Regions from separate parts of the Ovis aries genome. Here region 2 is linked to region 1. A link is a contact called in public Hi-C data. All regions are on one chromosome and are shown on one strand. The core of a region is the stretch at or near the end of the contact, and the rest is flanking DNA. Distances in the headings are between cores, read along the strand shown.

Region 1 (2,700 bases), core at 137-2,636:
GTTCCTTCCCCCACGAGGGCCTTGAATCTGTTCCTTTCTCTTCCTTGTGGGACCTACCTGTTCACATGCCCATCAAGAGTGGGAGCGCACCTTCTCTCCCCCCATTGCTGCTGCTGCTAAGTCGCTTCAGTCATGTGCGATTCTGTGCAGCCCCATAGACGGCAGCCCACCAGGCTCCCCCGTCCCTGGGATTCTCCAGGCAAGAACACTGGAGTGGGTTGCCATTTCCTTCTCCAATGCATGAAAGAGAAAAGTGAAAGTGAAGTCGCTCAGTCGTGTCTGACTCTTAGCGACCCCATGGACTGCGGCCCACCAGGCTCCTCCGTCCATGGGATTTTCCAGGCAAGAGTACTGGAGTGGGGTGCCATTGCCTTCTCCGCTCCCCCTACTAACAGTCACGAAACGTTGACTGCCTGCCAGGCGCTGCTCGGAGAGGGGAGGGACACAGCGGTAAACACATCCGCAAGCCCTGGCCCCCTCAGCGCCGGGTTTTACTCCGACAGCCTCCTGCCTGGTCCTGGGCCTCTAACTCTCAGCTTCCTGCCTTTGCCAGAAGGCTCTGACAGTGCAGGATGAAGCCTTGGCGCCGTATGTTGCACAGGTTCTCTGTTCCTCCAAACGCTAGACTCCACCTTCCTAGCCCCGGTTTCTTCCAAGGAGCCTTCGCACCATTTGTTCCTTCTGCCGGACATGCCCTTCTACTGCAGGCCTCAGCGGCAGGGTCAGCGCCTCGGAGGCGCGTTCCCTTCTGCACACTGTCTTCCACCCTGCCTTCTGCAGCCCGCTCGTTCTGGCTGCACTACCCGCTGCCTTGTCCTCCTGGTACAATTCCGCCGGCACAGAATCTGCGCCTGCAGCATCACCCCTCACGCCATGAGCGGTAACTGCACGAACCCATCCCCGCAACTGCCCTGCTCGCGAAGCCACCACCGCCCTACGGGTGCCCACGGCAAGCCGCCAGAGCGTGCAGCACCTGTGCACCCTTTCTCCAACCCCGCCGCCGGGCCGCCCGGGACCCTCCACGTAGCAGCCGGGTCGGGAGCCCAGCGACCTGGGACGCCACCAGGCCCGCAGCCCGCCCGGTGCGCATGCGCACGGAGAGGGGCGGGCCCGCGGCCGCCTTAACCCTCTCCGCGCCAGCCAGCAAACTGCTCTCACGAAGTAGCCCTCGCAGCCCCAGAGAGCTGCCAGCTTGATGGCCCCACGAGGCGTGCAGCCCGCCCGGGGGAGCCCCGGTCGACCCTCCAGAGTAAGCGCCCCGACGCGTCTCTTCCTAAACAGGCCTTGGCCCTTTAACACTCTCGCTCGCGCCCATTGGCCGAGGGGCTCGACGTCATCGCTGCGCGCCGGACGACCGCTCCTTCCCGCTCCCTAATCCTGACGCCAGAGCCGCGCCGCCCTCTGAGGCTGAGAAGAGCGGGAGGAGGTCGCGGCGGCGGGAAGATGTAAGTACCGGGAATCCGACCCCATCCGAGCTTTGGGACCCGCCCGCCATGTTCGGCGGGGCGCATCGTGGAGCCGGCCTGCTCCTTGGCCACGTGGTGGTGACGGTGGGGCCTGTGGCGTCGCTCCGGGTTTGAGAAGAAAGAATGTGGCCCGGGGCGGGCTGAGTGGGAGGCGCCGAAGCTGCGGCCCGGAAGTGGTCGGGGCCGCGGCGGGCGGAAGGGCGCCCTCGTTTCCTCGGCTCTGCAGCGGGACCAGTGAGGCCCGCGGGATTCGGAGCGGCCGGGAACTCGGCCTCCGCCGTCCGGGCCCTCTCACCGGGCTGGAAACCCAGGCCCGCAACGCCGGGCCCTGCCCTGGAAGCGCCCGCGGCCCGGCTCCTGGACTGGGGAGTTGTGAGTGAACGCGGACGCGGGGTGCTGAGGTCGCGTGCGGGGCCGGGGCCGGGGCCGGTGGGTACGAGATGCGTTTTGGGAGCCCCTGGGTGACCGACTGACCCTCCCTTTGAAGCCATTAATTTCAAACATCGACTCCACGAACGTCTGCGGGGTTCCTGTGTGTCGTTCCCGGTGCTAGCCCTTGGGGATACGGCCCCTAATGTCTTGGAGCCCAGTTTGACGGTAACCCCAAAAGAGAGGATACGGAAAGGTTAAATCGACGGAGCAGAGGCGTGGCCTTTTCCAATCTCTCATGAATTGTGCCTGAAATGTACTTGTAAATGGAGAAGGTGCTCCGAAGATGTGAGCTGAAACGCCATGTACGCGAGATATGACTAATTGTTCTCTCCTATTTTTGGCTGTTGGACGCGCACCTTTCCAGAGGATGGGGGAGGTAACCACGGTCCTGTTACCTGCACTTGTGTAAACATAATCAACCTTTGCTTTCTAGCCCTCTGGCCACACCCAGAAAAGCCTTCCTTTACTCTGGTCTTAATTGAGTTTTAAGAATAAACGCTGGTGCTTGTTTTCACAAACTACAAAGAGCAGATCTTTAGGACTGGGGTGGGGCCCTGGAATATGTATTCTAGGTCAGCTGTGTAATAAGGTAGCCTCTGGCCACACGTGGCTACTGAGTACTTGAAATGTACCTAGTTCAAATTGATGTGTTTAACACGCTTAGCATGGGGAAGCATGGATATTTTATTAATGATTTTGTATGCTGATTGGTGAAAAGATGATGTGTGGGGTGTAGTGTGTCAGATAAATACATTACTCAAAGTTAACTTCATCTGTTAACTAATGCTTTTTTGGAACGTTG
Region 2 (2,879 bases), core at 9-2,508, 220 kb before region 1:
CACATACCTGCACAAGAAGCCTCTCCAGTCCCAGATAGGGTGGGGCAGGGCGAGTCATCAAAGCCCCAAGCCAGACGAACCCAAGGAAGCCTGGACTAGACCAGGCCAAACCAGTTGGTGGGGCTGTAGGGGGGTCAGGACTCATTTCTGAGTCCCACATCCCTGGCTGGGCCCAAGTGCTCATCTCCCAGAAAGGCCAATTTCCACTGAATTTTACACCGAAGACTGTTAAGACCCCACTTCAAAACTAGAGTGTCATCTAGAACACTGGAAGGCCCCCTTCTCCATTCCTGGGGCAGCCCCTCCCAATTCCAGGCCTCAGTAAAGGGGAGAAAGGTCATTCATTCATTCAGACTCCTCCCAAGGAAGAAAGCTCAATCACCTCAATGCTGAGGCTCCTCGCTAACTCGCCCACCCAGACAAGCGTCCACACACAGTGCAGAGGCTGGCCTGTTTCCTGGACATCCACCCTGCGCCCTCAGCCTGTCTGACCCACCTCCACCTCTAGACTCCACTCCCACCTCTGAGGTCCTGCCCTGCTCTCAAGACCAACCTCTCAATCCAGCTTTTCCTACCAACCCACACAGCCTAGTGTTGGGAAACACCGACAAACCCTAACTGGAAGCACCTGTTTAAGTGCAGACCCACCTGAACGCCCCCCACCCCCGCTGCCCCATGGAGGCGGGGGGGCAGGCCGCCACAAGGGCGAGGGCCATGGACCTCGGCAGGGAGCACCCAAAGGCCGGCCCCTTGTGGGGGTAGCTTTCCGAGGCGTGATGTCACACCTGCCAGCAGGATGGGGGGGGCGGGTGCGGAGCAAGCGCAGGACCGCGGGCCCCCACCCCGGTCTGCCCCCGCCTCTCCGGGGACTAAGATGGCAGCGACGCCGCCGCCCCTCCCCCGCACCGAAGAGACCGGCTGGCAGGGGGCCGTCCGGGACCCCCTGGGACCCACACCTGGGACCAGTCAGCGGGCCCCACTCTCCAGACACCCGACGGCCCCTGCAGCCCTCAGGGTCCCGATAACACCCCCCCCCGCAGTCACGTGAGACCCGGGAACCCCCCCCCCCAACAGCTCGAAATTACGTCAAAATGACATCACACGCCGAACCCCGGGGAGCAACAGGCACGAGCCCCGTGGGTCCCCCGTCTCCCGGGTCCCTCCTGCCACGGCGCTCACCGCTGAAGACCATGGCGGCTGAGGCACCCATGACCGCGAAAAAGGAAGCGTACTCGGGGCCGCTCTTGGCCTCGGACATGTCTGCGGGTGGGGAGGGGGGGCGAGTTCAGCGGACCGAGGCCGGGGCGAGGTCGGGCCGGGCGCGGCGAGCGGCGGGGTGCGCGAGGCGAGCTGGCCGGAGGCTGCGAAGGCGACCCGGCCCGTCAGCCGCTGCGCTCTAAATACCAGCACCGCAGGACAAAATGGCGGCCGCGGCCGCGTCACATGACCGGGGCCCCGCCCCTGCGGCCCGCACCACTCCGCATGGGCGGGGGGAGCCGCGGCGGGGACGCCGGGCGCCCCGCCCCGCCGGCCTGCACCCCAGCGCAACGCCTCGCGCCGGCCGCCGTGGGCGCCCCTGGGACCCCGCTGCGGTGGGCCCGTCCGGTCGCAGGGCCGGGGCGGGGCGGGGCGCGCCTGGATTAGCATACGGGGCGGGGCTCGCGGCGCCCCGCCTTCTCTGCGGCTGCGCCGCTCCGCGGGGTTTCGGTTCCGAGCGTCGCGTTCCTCCACGGTCTCCGAGTGGAGCCCGGCCGCGGGGTTCTAACGGTCCAGACCGCAGGGACTCAGGACTGCGGTCTACCCTCGACGTCCTCACACCCTCCGGGGTGACCTGAGGGCGGAGCCGGAGTCCTGTGTCCCGAGGCACCAACCACCCCCGTCCCCTGTCGACCCCGTCTCCAGTCTCTTCCAAACCCGTCCAGCAATTTGGGATTTCTCCCGTGGCGTCCGAGAAAAAGGAGGCCCCTACTCTGTATCTGTGTCCTCTTTTGCATCAAACCTAGACTGCTGTTTTGGAGGGGTTATCTCTACTCCTCAGCTTGTAGGCGCGGTTGGTTTGAAACCCTGCACGACCTGTGAAGTCTTCCCTGGATAGCTATATCGTCTGGGGTCCCTTGTCCTGCCTGTTTCCACAGCAAGCCCACGAATCCAGGGCTGCCCTTGTTTCTGGAACAGCAGTAAGTGGTTCCCTCTGAGCCTAGCAGACCGTCTGGGCCTGGGGCTGCCCTGATAATCTCATATGGGTATACTGGTACCCTGACTGGCTGCCTTATCGCTGGCCACCAGCTCTGGTTCCCTCTGCCCTTTCATCTGGCGCATTTCAGGAGCCCTGGGTGACTGCCATCTGATCCTGGGTCTCCCTTGAGCCCCACCCCTCGCCCTGACATTAAAGCGCGCTTCATGAACAGCCGGAGCTATAGCAGTCATCAGCCTTCACGTGGGCACTGGGGCCACTACCTCTGGCCTGGCCTTCCCACTGGACCCATCTTCCACACCAGGAACCTGCCTCATAGTCTCTTCTCCACCGTGAGGCTGACTCTGCACCACCTCCAGCACCAAACTTGCAACCCTTGAGTGCCATCTCTTTCCTGTTTCCAAAGAGAGGAGGCTGCCATTCAGCTTGAGCCCTCCCCACCGCCCTCCACCGCCTGACTCTGACTTCTGGAAAGAAATCTTCACTTGGTGTCTCCAGCTCCTCCCCAGCCCGCTGCCCTGGCAGGTTGCTGGTGACCAAGCTGACCGTTTGTCAGGCTCTGAAGGGCCTGTCTTGCTGTCTCAGCCTGCTGCCCACCTCCCCACCCCTCCACTCTCTCTAGGTCACCCCCACCTGCCCTGCTGCCCATGGCCTTCCTCGGGTCACAAGGAGAAGCAAAGACAGG

Evidence for each region. A called contact is a pair of places that touch in the nucleus more often than the background predicts.
Region 2: a Hi-C map of tail adipose tissue shows a contact between it and region 1, with 2.0 times the contacts expected there. The contact joins the promoter of ATP6V0C here to the promoter of RNPS1 in region 1. A contact is called at or near these places in 2 of 16 Hi-C or Micro-C datasets (liver and tail adipose tissue).

Annotation. Positions count from the first base shown.
Region 1 is chr24:2,306,123-2,308,822 of ARS-UI_Ramb_v3.0, reverse strand. It overlaps RNPS1 (RNA binding protein with serine rich domain 1), which reads left to right and starts at 1,386. Exons shown (of 7, transcript XM_027961157.2): 1 at 1,386-1,445. The coding sequence starts at 1,444.
Region 2 is chr24:2,523,409-2,526,287 of ARS-UI_Ramb_v3.0, reverse strand. ATP6V0C (ATPase H+ transporting V0 subunit c) reads right to left here and starts at 1,258. Exons shown (of 3, transcript NM_001009195.1): 1 at 1,180-1,258. The coding sequence starts at 1,258.